2 separate regions of the Zea mays genome follow, and region 2 is linked to region 1. Evidence: chromatin contacts called from public Hi-C data. All regions are on one chromosome and are shown on one strand. The core of a region is the stretch at or near the end of the contact, and the rest is flanking DNA. Distances in the headings are between cores, read along the strand shown.

The links. Hi-C and Micro-C count contacts between places; a contact is called where the count stands out from the background.
Region 2: a Hi-C map of leaf shows a contact between it and region 1, with 3 times the contacts expected there. The contact joins two enhancer-like sites. A contact is called at or near these places in 2 of 25 Hi-C or Micro-C datasets (endosperm and leaf).

What each region holds. Positions count from the first base shown.
Region 1 is chr6:20,421,673-20,427,671 of Zm-B73-REFERENCE-NAM-5.0, forward strand. No RefSeq gene overlaps it. Among protein-coding and RNA genes, the nearest start is that of LOC103629090, 63 kb to the left of the region's middle. Within about 2 kb of position 1,804, at least 15 of the 20 cell types and tissues checked have an H3K27ac peak or open chromatin away from gene starts, as enhancers often do. A contact at or near this core is called in leaf, where this site is marked.
Region 2 is chr6:20,629,452-20,634,711 of Zm-B73-REFERENCE-NAM-5.0, forward strand. LOC103629094 (a long non-coding RNA gene) reads right to left here. Exons shown (of 7, transcript XR_002748612.1): 7 at 5,187-5,260. Among protein-coding and RNA genes, the nearest start is that of LOC103629094, 5.0 kb to the right of the region's middle. Within about 2 kb of position 3,755, at least 13 of the 20 cell types and tissues checked have an H3K27ac peak or open chromatin away from gene starts, as enhancers often do. A contact at or near this core is called in leaf, where this site is marked.

The DNA.
Region 1 (5,999 bases), core at 554-3,053:
CCGTCCCTGTGCTCCACACCTGCACACCACAAGCCGACCGATATGGTTGCACAAGCATAATCTCACACTCTGGTCAGTCCACTGACTACCCCAGAGTGCTACCCGTTGACAATCACTCATCATCAACCCGAACCACAAGAGACACATCAACCTTAGTGTTCGCATTGTTTTGCTTGCAATTCTCGCCATCTGGTTTTACCAAGTACAATTAGCAAGCTTTACCGTATACAGGTCATAGGTATTGGTTGCAAGTCATCCTATCCTGAAGATATGGCGGCTAATCTAATCTGTTTACGACACATCTGTGGGAGGCTGTCTTGGCCCATCCCCCAACATTGGCAAGGTGACGTCACTCCAAACACTGCCAAGGTTCAAAGTGGAGGGACAAGGGTACGAGTTGAAGCAGCTGATGCATATGAACAAACTTCGAGACACAGCCTGATGATAGAGAGAGGGGCTTGACAATGTCAGAAGCAAAGAGGAAGCTCTTGAAGCCGACCTAAAACACAAGAAGCGACTCAGAATACTGTTACTGAACTTGGGCAGGGGCAAGAGGTTTGGTCCAGACGTGGAAGCAGAGGTACTTGAGGGCCCTTGGCCCCCAAAGGATCTTCAACAGCTCCGTATCTACAACTACAGGGGTTCAAGGTATCCTAGTAGATGGATGTTGAGTTGCTGGCATCCAGACACGCCAAAGCAACTGCACAAACTTGCACTCTATTTTTTGCAGCCAGCTGGCCTCTACTATTCCTGAAGACAGTCAACTCTTCATTGGTCTGCGTGAGCTCACCTTTTTAGAATGTGACTGGGAGAGCTTGCCCCAAAATATGGAGCGCTGCAGACGTTGGAAATTTGGTTCTGCAATAATATTCAGCTTCTTCCGACGCTGCCCCACCAGTCTCTTAAGAAAATCAATATCTGTGGGTGGGAAGTGCTCAGTCAAATAAACTTGCAGAGAAGTGGGACACACAAATTGGTCTATGATCCAGCACATTCCCAAGATATCGTTCGAGTGAGGAAATATGAAGCCACTGTTCTCTGTACCAGCGGCAACGCAGCTGAGATGCATGGTAAGTCTCTTTTGGCTGCCTTCATTTTTTTTTTAATCCATCGAGAGCATGCTGCATCCGTAACTAATTTTCAGTAAAGACACATGACATAACTGACCATTCGATAGTACGTTTGTGAATCGATCCATCTGTCAAACAGGGATCGGGAGACACGCGTCAATAATATAGGGAATGTGAAGCCAAGAAAGGCGTCCAGATCATCAACAAAACTGCAGGTCGCTAGGGGTGTGTGTGTTTTGTCATCCCTGTCTGCTGATAGATTGTGTGTTTGTGCTTTTCTTCCTTCCCATTCCATCCTTAATTAATTCCTTCGAAATAAGACAATGGATTGTATGTTTATTTGTTGTGATGCATGGCGATGACGGACGATCATGCTGTACTTGCGTGCTCCCAACTGTTGAGCGAGTAAAGCTGGTTGCCTGCAAACGAAAATTTGTTTTTGTGTATGATGACTGGGTAGTGTGCGGGAATTTGGGTACATTATATCAACAGGCACCGCCGTGATGGCAGCGTGCCACTGAGCTGCTGTGCCATCACCCCATCGTTTCGTTCAGGCCCATCAGAATTCATGATCTGCACCTTCTCATCATCAAAAGTGGAATTTCGTGGTCCGCATATGAATTTGGCCTACGAGGCGTCGAGTCCAAAGCGCTAGAATTACAGGTCCGTCTAGGCAGCCCAGCCAGCGAAAATGACTGTTGCCACACGATTAGGCCCAAGATAATCCTCTGGTCCTTGTGTTTTGTCGACTTCTGTGGGCCACACCAATACACAAGTCAATGGACGGCCGAAGGAGCGCCAACACCGATCCATTCAACACGTCCGTGCCCGAGAGAGGATTGGTAGCACTGTAGCAGCAAGCATCGCCGGTCATGCTACCCGTCTTGTCCAATAGAATCGTACGTGACAAACTTGCACGAAACTTTCTCAATTTTTTATGACAGCCTCCACATATGATATCATGACATCTCGACAAGTTTCAGGATTTTCGCACTTCGTTTGCTTTTTATAGAATTTAAAAAGGATTCGTCTGCAAGTTTGTGGTCATGTTTCGTCAAGAAGATGTTCGAAATTGGCGGTCTGTCACTGGATGCGGCCTCGCATTAGACTCAATAATATGAATATCATTTTTTTATTCATTTTTTCTATTATTCGAATGACTTGCGGTTCAAATTTGACTTATCCAAAAAAATTCGATTAAATAAAATAAATTAACTAAATATAGCAAACACATCGAAAAATTTGTCAAATTTGAACATGCAGTTCTAGGTACTGTAGGAGCAGTGCAGAAAAAGTTTAGGGGTAAGAAGGAAAAAAATTAAAATAGTTTGCCGAGTGTTTAGGTAAGACACTTGACAAAGATAACAAAGAGTAAAATTTTCATTTTTTTTGAAAACCGACGTTGCCAAGTGCCGTCTGATCTGGCACTCGGCAAACTTTGAAAACAAAAAAAAATATAGTGGGCACTCGGCAAAGCAGGGGGGATAAGGCTCCCCCCGGCCACCCCCGCACACAACACACACGCGCGCACCCGGCATCGCTGCGCCGCCCGCCTCGCGCCACCCCCGTGGGCCCCCACACCGCCTTTGACCGCCTCGACCACCGAAGGAGGAGGAGGAGGAGAAGGAGGAGCAGGAGGAGGAGGCGCCCCGGCCACCGTTGTCCCGTCACCGGTGGTTCTCGAGCCGTCGCCCCGTCCACCGGCGCCCCGACCCCTTCATCGCCGCCGTCCTACGACGCCCACTTGGTATGCTCTACCGTAGTCGTAGTGGTACTAGTACTAGCAGTAGTACTAGTGGTAGTAGAAGTAGTAGTTCTGGTAGTAGTGGTGGCAGTCGTAGGAGTCATACTAGTCGTAGTAGTAGTAAACTTTGGTAATACTTGGATATATTCTTCTGCATGGATTAAAAATATATATGTGGTTGTCGGTCATCGTGCCGTTCATATATATGTGCATGTCAGCCATCGTGCCGTTGGTTTTCTTGCAGGTTTTGGAAACCTCACCGTGCAGGGGAGGTGCTGCCGAAATTTTGTATTGATAGTCTTATGTTCTTTTTTTTTGCAGAGAAGAGCCCGTCGGAGCCGAGCCAGAGTACCTCGCCGACCCCGATCCTCCTCCTCACCGCTGCGGGTCTGCCTGCACCACGTCGCCTTGCCACTGCACCGACCTGCCACGGCCCCGCTAGCCTGACTCCACCGCCACCCTAGGTATCACCCCTCTTTCTGTATCATGGTCGTACATCACGTAACCTAGTTAGGCGTCTCCCGTTCGAAAGAGATACGATTGGAAATATGCAGATCTTTGCATATCTATAACCATATCTGTTTTGAATTGTCCACTTTTTTTGACAGCCGACGGATACGTAGATGGGGTTAGTTTCCATGGTCTGCTCCGATCCGACATAGAGTTACGGCGTCATCTCCCTGTCATTCTCCGGATACACACTCTCCCTGCCAGGACGTGTATTTGGAGAACATTAGGGAGGTGCTACCGAAATTCTATCTCAGATAGGAGTAGAGCATGAAAACTAACCTCATCTATGGATTCTCGGGTCAGATTAGGACTTATCCTCACCTATTAGATAGTAGGAACGTCGTGTAGATGCAATTGATGTTTATATTACTCGCCGCTATATATGTTAGAGGATGGAGGACCGTGAGTGAATGTACACGGGCCGCTCAAGTCAGGGTCAGGTCACCAATGAATGGATCGACAAGACCAATGCTTTCTTGGAATGGGCATTTGGCGAGGCGGCTAAAGGAGCGAGTAAAATTTGCTGTCCCTGCAGCAAATGTGCAAATAGGAAAAGACAAACAAAGAAGGTCATGAGGAAACATCTTTGGAGGAATGGATTTATGGCAGACTATACCCGATGGGTCTACCATGGTGAAGCCGATCGTATGAGAGAGGAGGTGGTGAGACCACACGTCGAGAATTATGATGCTGATGCCGGGGTAGCAGACATGTTAAATTATGATGCTGATGCCGGGGTAGCAGACATGTTAAATGACTATCACGAGGCACAGTTCGCTGAAGGATGTACGGAGGAGGAGCCAGAGGCAACCGCAAAGGCGTTCTATGACATGTTTGTCGCGGCACAAAATCCCCTTCATGGACAGACAAAGGTTTCTCAACTAGATGCCATTGGACGCATAATGGCGTTAAAGTCGTAGTATAGCCTGAGTCGAGACGCCTTCGATGTATGTTGACAGTTATTGGTAGCCTGCTTCCAGAGAGTCACATTCTGCCAAAGAGTATGTACAAGGCACAGAAACTCCTTTGTGCATTCAAGATGCCGTATGAGCAGATACATGCTTGTCCGAAGGGGTACGTCCAATTTAGTTAAGAATACGCGGAAGCAAAGTACTATCCAAAGTGTAAATCCTCTAGGTTCACGCAGGTAGACTCTGGTGATGGCCAGAAGAGGCAGCTTGACATCCCCGTGGCAATACAACGGCACCTTCCGTTCATATCGAGGATCCAACGGCTATACATGACCGAGGAATCCACGAAACAGATGACATGGCACAAAAATGGCAAACGATACAATCCTGACAAGATGGTACATGCATCCGATGGTGAAGCATGGACCCACTTTGATGGCATTCATCATGAGAAAGCTAAAGAGGCTCGTAATGTACGTGTTGCGCTAGCAACAGATGGGTTCAATCCTTATGAAATGATGGTTGTCCCATACTCCCATACACATGTTGGCTCATGTTCGTTATCCCCCTCAATCTCTCACCCTGACGTATGCTTTCAACGACAGAACATATTCTTGTCGTTGATAATTCCTGGACACTCCGGGAAAATATGGGTGTGTTCATGGAGCCTGTGATTGATGATTTGGTCCATGCTTGGGAGGAAGGGGTATGGACATACGACCGAGCTACAAAGAAAAACTTCAAAATGCATGTTTGGTACCACTACTCCGGGATATTCTGCACCTGGTGTGTTCACGGGAAGTTCCCATGCCCAGTATGCAAGGAAGGTCTGAGCTTCATTTGGTTGCAGAAGGGTGGCAAGTATCCGTCGTTTGACAAACATTGGCAATTCTTCTCTCTTGACCATGCATTCAGACGAGACATCAAGAACTTTACGAAAGGTGTCGTAGTGACAGACCCTGCACCTATGATGATGACTGGTGCCGCGATTTGTGAACAGATAGATGCTCTTGTGGTCAATCCAGAAGGTGGTTTCGTGGGATATGGTGAGCAACATATGTGGACTCATAAGTCGGGCTTGACTTGGCTCCCCTATTTTGATGACCTTCTCCTTCCACATAACATTGATGTAATGCACACTGAAAAGAATGTCGCCGAGGCACTTTAGGCAACAATCATGGACATTGTTGATAAGTCAAAGGACAACGTTAAGCATAGAGTGGATCTGGCAACGTTATGCGATAGACTAAACCAAGAGATGAAGCCTCCTTGTCGCGAAAAGACATGGAGAAGGCCTAAGGCCGATTTTGTCTTGAGCAAGCCCCAAAGGAGGAAAGTACTAGAATGGATCCAGACATTAATGTTCCCTGATGGGCATGCAGCTAATCTGAGGAGGGGAGTGAACTTATCTACTATGCTAGTCTTAGGGATGAAGAGTCATGACTACCACATATGGATTGAGCGGCTTCTTCTGGCGATGGTTCGAGGCTATGTCCCTGTTGGAGCGAAGGCAGAAACGCCACCCTTCGCCCGAAGTCTCCACCGCTTAGCCCCTGCCCTGACAGACAAAGCAGGCAGGGACACCCTTCGCTTGATCGGCACCAGAGACAACATGGAGACCCTTCGCTCGATTCGGCACCAGACGAAGGCCTGCGGCAACGCCTCCCCACGGCGCGGCCTCGGTCAGCTCCGAGGCCCACATGAGATCAGGCCCATTGTAACGGGCCCTGCGTGGCCGCGTTTGTGTTATGGGCCTAATTTGTA
Region 2 (5,260 bases), core at 2,505-5,004, 210 kb after region 1:
TTCGGATTTTTGGGAGGAGGCTAAGAAAGGCTTCAAAGACATGTGGACTCAAATGCTATCCAACCCTCCTCCGGAATTGATGCAGCAATTAGCTAGTGCGATGTCTGTTCAACAGATGAGCACTCAATCTCCCCAGATGCAGATAGTTCCAACAACGTCACAACCATTGGGAACACAATATCCTAGCAGTGTCGCGTCTACGGCAACCAAGGTTCGCTATCCGGTTGACGACATCGATAGGCCTGCGCCCTGCTCCCTTGTCATAAGATATGGTCTCAACAATATTTGTACGAGGGAAGTAGCCACAGGATTTGCGATCCTGGGACGCCAGTACCATGGTCACGACATTCTAGAAGACTACTGTAGGGTAGAGAAGTGTCGAAGGTCGTCCAAGGATACGAGGACGACATGCTAGAGATCTCCGGTCCCGAGGGGATTGAGAAACTTGGACAAGCAATCAAGAATTTCATTCTTTGGCCTCGACGGGATGTCCAGCTGAGTGACCCACCACCTTCCTCTCTAGCCATCCCACTAACTGAGGAGACATCACCGATCCTGCCTCCTCTAGACCCACCGTCACCACCTAACCCTCTGCCACCAGCATCGCCATCCAATTTTCCTCCTTTCCCTCTGCCCAAAGAAACTGAACAAACAAGAAGTGAGCCACAAAAGAGAGCTGGGGTACGAAAATTGGTTTCCCCCATCCAAGCAACGAAGCAAAAAAGTGCTCGCACGACCAAGTTTTTATCAGGAATAGCACGGACGCGCACGTCGCGTATCGTTGACTTGGCTGAATACGAGAAGTCAGCGGAAAAGGCTGAGATTAGAACCGAAATGATCAGGAAGCCAACGAGGGAGGACTACCGAGATGTCCCTAAGACATATGTGCCGGGCAGACCTCTGCTAAGCTGGGATAAACTGAAAAAGGTGCCAGCGCGTATAAAAAGGTTGCATGGCTGGTACATGCGAGCATCATCGGTTGGCATCGACACGATCAACGTATCTATCCCACCAGCTGCTTTTATTGGTGAACGTGAAATGGCCATTGTTACGTTCGAGGACATGTGGTTGATGATGAACCTCTAGAGACTCGACGTACAACTCGTAACGGTGGTTGCATTGTAAGTGCCATTCATACTTACACATATATGTGTTATTATTAGTCAGTTGTATTAATTTTAATATCTGACAAGCACGTGTGCCTTGCAGAATGCAACATAATCAGCAGGAGATCCGTTACGGTCCGGATCCTCGTTCAAATGCTGGTAGAAGGGCTGGATTTCTGAACCCAATGAAAATATGCGAGAATGAGCACAAATTCAGAATCGGTTAGGACCACGAAGAATTAAAGGGGAAGTCACCTGATGAAGCTAAGAAGCGTGTACAAGAGATGAAGAAAAATCTTGAAGCCAAATGCGCCTTCTACATAGCAAAAGCCATGCTTGAGTATCAACACAGGGAATTCATAGTGGCACCATACAACTTTGGGTAAGCACGAGTTTGCGTACATAAAATTAATAATTTCAATACACATGCATCATAAATTTGATTCGCGTAGGGACCACTGGATCTGCTTCATCATCTATACCAGGGATGGAAAGGTGCTGGTTCTAGACTCCGCAGATTACGCGCCTTCAACATATGCAACATTCTTGGTCCACTTAGAGCGGTAAGCTGAGGTATGCATGCTTACTTTTATCGATGAGAGTTTGAGAATAACATGGTGATTCTATTCGAGATCATAGGGCATATAGGTTTTATAAGTATAAAGGTGAAAGTTACGACACGTCGAAAAAAGGGGCTACCATTGGAAATATTTTATAACTGGCTGATAAGTATGTAAATTCATGAATACGTATCATACATGTACGATACATAGGACAGTGTTGCAGCTAATTAACCCCTATTCCGTTATATAGTGCCACAAGCAACCAAAAGGATCGGTTGTCTGTGGATTCTACGTGTGCGAGTTCATGCGAGAAAACGAACGATACATCAGCAATCCTGATAAGGTAATATAAGTAATAGTCATGTATGTAGTTCTGTCATTAAAGTTGCAAATGTATTATCAAGTGTAAATATATGATGTTTATTTACAGCAAATTGAAAAGGTGATCAACATGACCGAAGATGCTCTATACAACATAGTCGAGGACCTGTGCACATTTCTCTTAAAAGAAGTCATTCCATGCGAGGGCAAATATCGCGATGCTACCAGCGTGTTAGCAAGGCCAGAGTTTAGGCCGCTAACAGAGATTAGTAGCCTAAGCCTTAGTCGAGATAGTTATTAGAGCAGAGATTATAAACATTGATGTATATAATGTTTGATGTATATACGTGTGACTTTATGATTGCAAGCCCAAGACATTGATGTATATAAATGTATGGTATATTTAAATTGCATGTTTGTTTAATTAAACTTTGATGTATAATTGATGTATATATAAAACTGGGTTTGGAAATCACTGGCAGGATAATTTGAAAATTTGGAAAAAGGCGGGAAAATTTCTACAGGCGGTTGTGTTAAGACAACCGCCTATGGAAATCTATTTCCATAGACGGTTCTCATTTGACCGCCAGTGGAAAGTTTCCATTTTCATTGGCCTCTCCCACTGGCGGCGCTGAAAAACACCTGTGAAAATGGGTTATGAACCGCCTCTGTAAAGCTTTTCTGTACTAGTGGAGAGGAGAATAAAAACAGCTTCACCCATAAAGCTATTTTGAAAAGGGGTGTTTGACTAAAATAGGTCACAACAGCTCGTGAAGATGTTGGTGAAGCTGTGCCAAACAAACCTTTAGTGTAGGATGTTAGAATCTCAATTTTCAAACGTGGGTAGATCGGGGTCCAGTTTCCATGCACTGAATTCCTACATATAATTCTGGTATACCTGTGTCAATCACTAACAACCACGACTATTATTCTTAACAGTTACGTTTAAATACTTGGTCAATGTTTAATCCCAGAGCATCAAAAGAAAAGAATCACAAGGCTATGTTTTTTTAATTAGAATTCAGGTCATAGTAACTAAACAACACATCATGGGCCAGGTTACAAGTCGATTCAACCTGGGGCGCCTGATGCAGCCCACTTGCTCTTGTATATGTGTTTTCCCAAGGTTTGCTACCTAATTGTTGCATAAACTCCTGATTATTTCAAAAAGAAAACCCTCGATTGGGCAACTGAAGCGAAGCTTTGCCATCAAATTACTGACACCCTGAATGTGTTTGTTGATGTGGTCCATCTTCTTCTCACTCCTCACTTTTTTATTTGGTTTGTGGAATAGAATGAGTTGATCTAACATCGTCTCATTCCTCACAAACAAATAATTAATATATACATGAGAAATTGATTGATTTTACCAAAATTTAATGGATAAACTCACGATGCATCACCTCAAGAAGCAAATAATTAGTATATACATGAGAAATGGATTGATTCGACCAAAATTTATGGGATAGACTCACGATGCTTCACCTGAAGAAGCATAGGGTGACTCATGAACCAAACGTCCGTACAGAGACAAGAGTAGGCAACGTTCTCTGTCCGGATTCACGAATATCCAGTCAATGAAAATCTGGGCGCTATTTTTCTGCCCTGATTACTAAATATTCAGTTACTAAACATTTGAAGCATTTGGTACCGTACCATTAGGCATTCGCGATATAGTGATATCATCTAATCCAATATAACAAGACCCGACAACTCCTGTCTGTTAGGGTCCAGCTTCACCACCAGCTCCATCAGTAGCCCCATGGCTTCTCCAACCAAATGTCAACTCGAGGTCCAGTTTCGCAGGCCAAGCACCAAATTTTCCGCTCTCTATATAGCAGCAGGCAAGAGGGAAATATCAGATCCTCCCAACTCCCCCTCGTTTCGGTAGGCCCCTACGGAGCCACACATCAGATTTGCCCTAGGGGCACAATGTCTGAGGCAGAGGTAGAGATGACAACGGGGAATTCCCCGTCTGGGGACACTCCCCCATCTCCGTCTCCGTGGGGAAGAAAAATACCCGCCCCCGTCCCCGTAAAGCCTCGCGGGGATCATTTCCTTCCCATCCCTGTCCCCGACGGGTTTCATACGGGGAATTTGTCCCCGCAAATTTTCACAGTAAACAGCTTCGCGTCAAGGAAAAATCGACATCATCAGCTAAAAGTGTGTTGGAATAAACAAGTCGAATAAAAAAACTAAGTCCGCAAATGTTACATCACCACCGTATAGCATAGTTTAATAATCAAGGCAATCAAATCTAAGCTATTTTCAACACAACAGCTGTACAACGCCACTACCACAAGCCAAACTCTATTTCTCACCCTTCCTTGTCGTGATGCTAGGTTGGAGCTCGTGGGCGTGGAAGACAAAGCTGTACAGCTAGTGTTATTGATACGCAAAAATCATCTGTGAATTCGCTGATGGTCGCGGTCGAAGCGCCACCCAAACCTTGCGCGGCGCCATGGCAGTCTTCGGCGTGCAGCACAAGTGTGCGGTGGGACGGCACACGGCAGGGTCTGGGCGTGCGACAGAAGTGCGCAGGAGGCTGGGGCCTAGTGTGGTCGCCGGGCGGTGGATACGAAGGAAAGAAGATGAGGGACTGAGGAACGGAAGGCGGGCGGCGGCTACGAAAGATATTATGGACTAGGGTTTGGAACTTCTCAGCTGGGTTTTATATTTCTCATATTGGGCCTCGTTTTGATGGGCTGCTGGTGTTGAAATCAGTCGGGGCTACGGGGACGGGGGACGGTGAATCATCCCTGGCCCCGCCATACCCGACGGTGACAAGATCCGCCCCCATTTAATTCATCGTGGGGATTAATTTCCTACCATGCCCTGTCCCCTAATAGGTGAATTCTCCGTGGGGAATCGGGGAATGGGACCCATTGCCATCTCTAGGCAGAGGAGGGTGGATGGAGGGAAAAGGGACGAGGAAGATAATAACCGGAAATAAATAAAGAAAAAGAAAAGAAAGGGAAGGACTAGAGAAAGATATTAAGGACATTTCACTATTTTTATCACTTTTCCAATATGTCACGTGCTTGAAATTTTAGATAATTTCAGACAACAATCTTATACCACCAACTAGTACGTAAATTGTTACTTTTATGATTTGTTATTTGTCCTTGTAAATTGTTACTAGTAGGGTGCCCGTGCGTTGCTACGGCAGCTTAAAAATTGATACAAAACAGTGATGTAATATAATTACAATCTTTGATTGATGATTTTGTAGCTAACAAACACCACCATCATTACAAAGGACATGTCGAT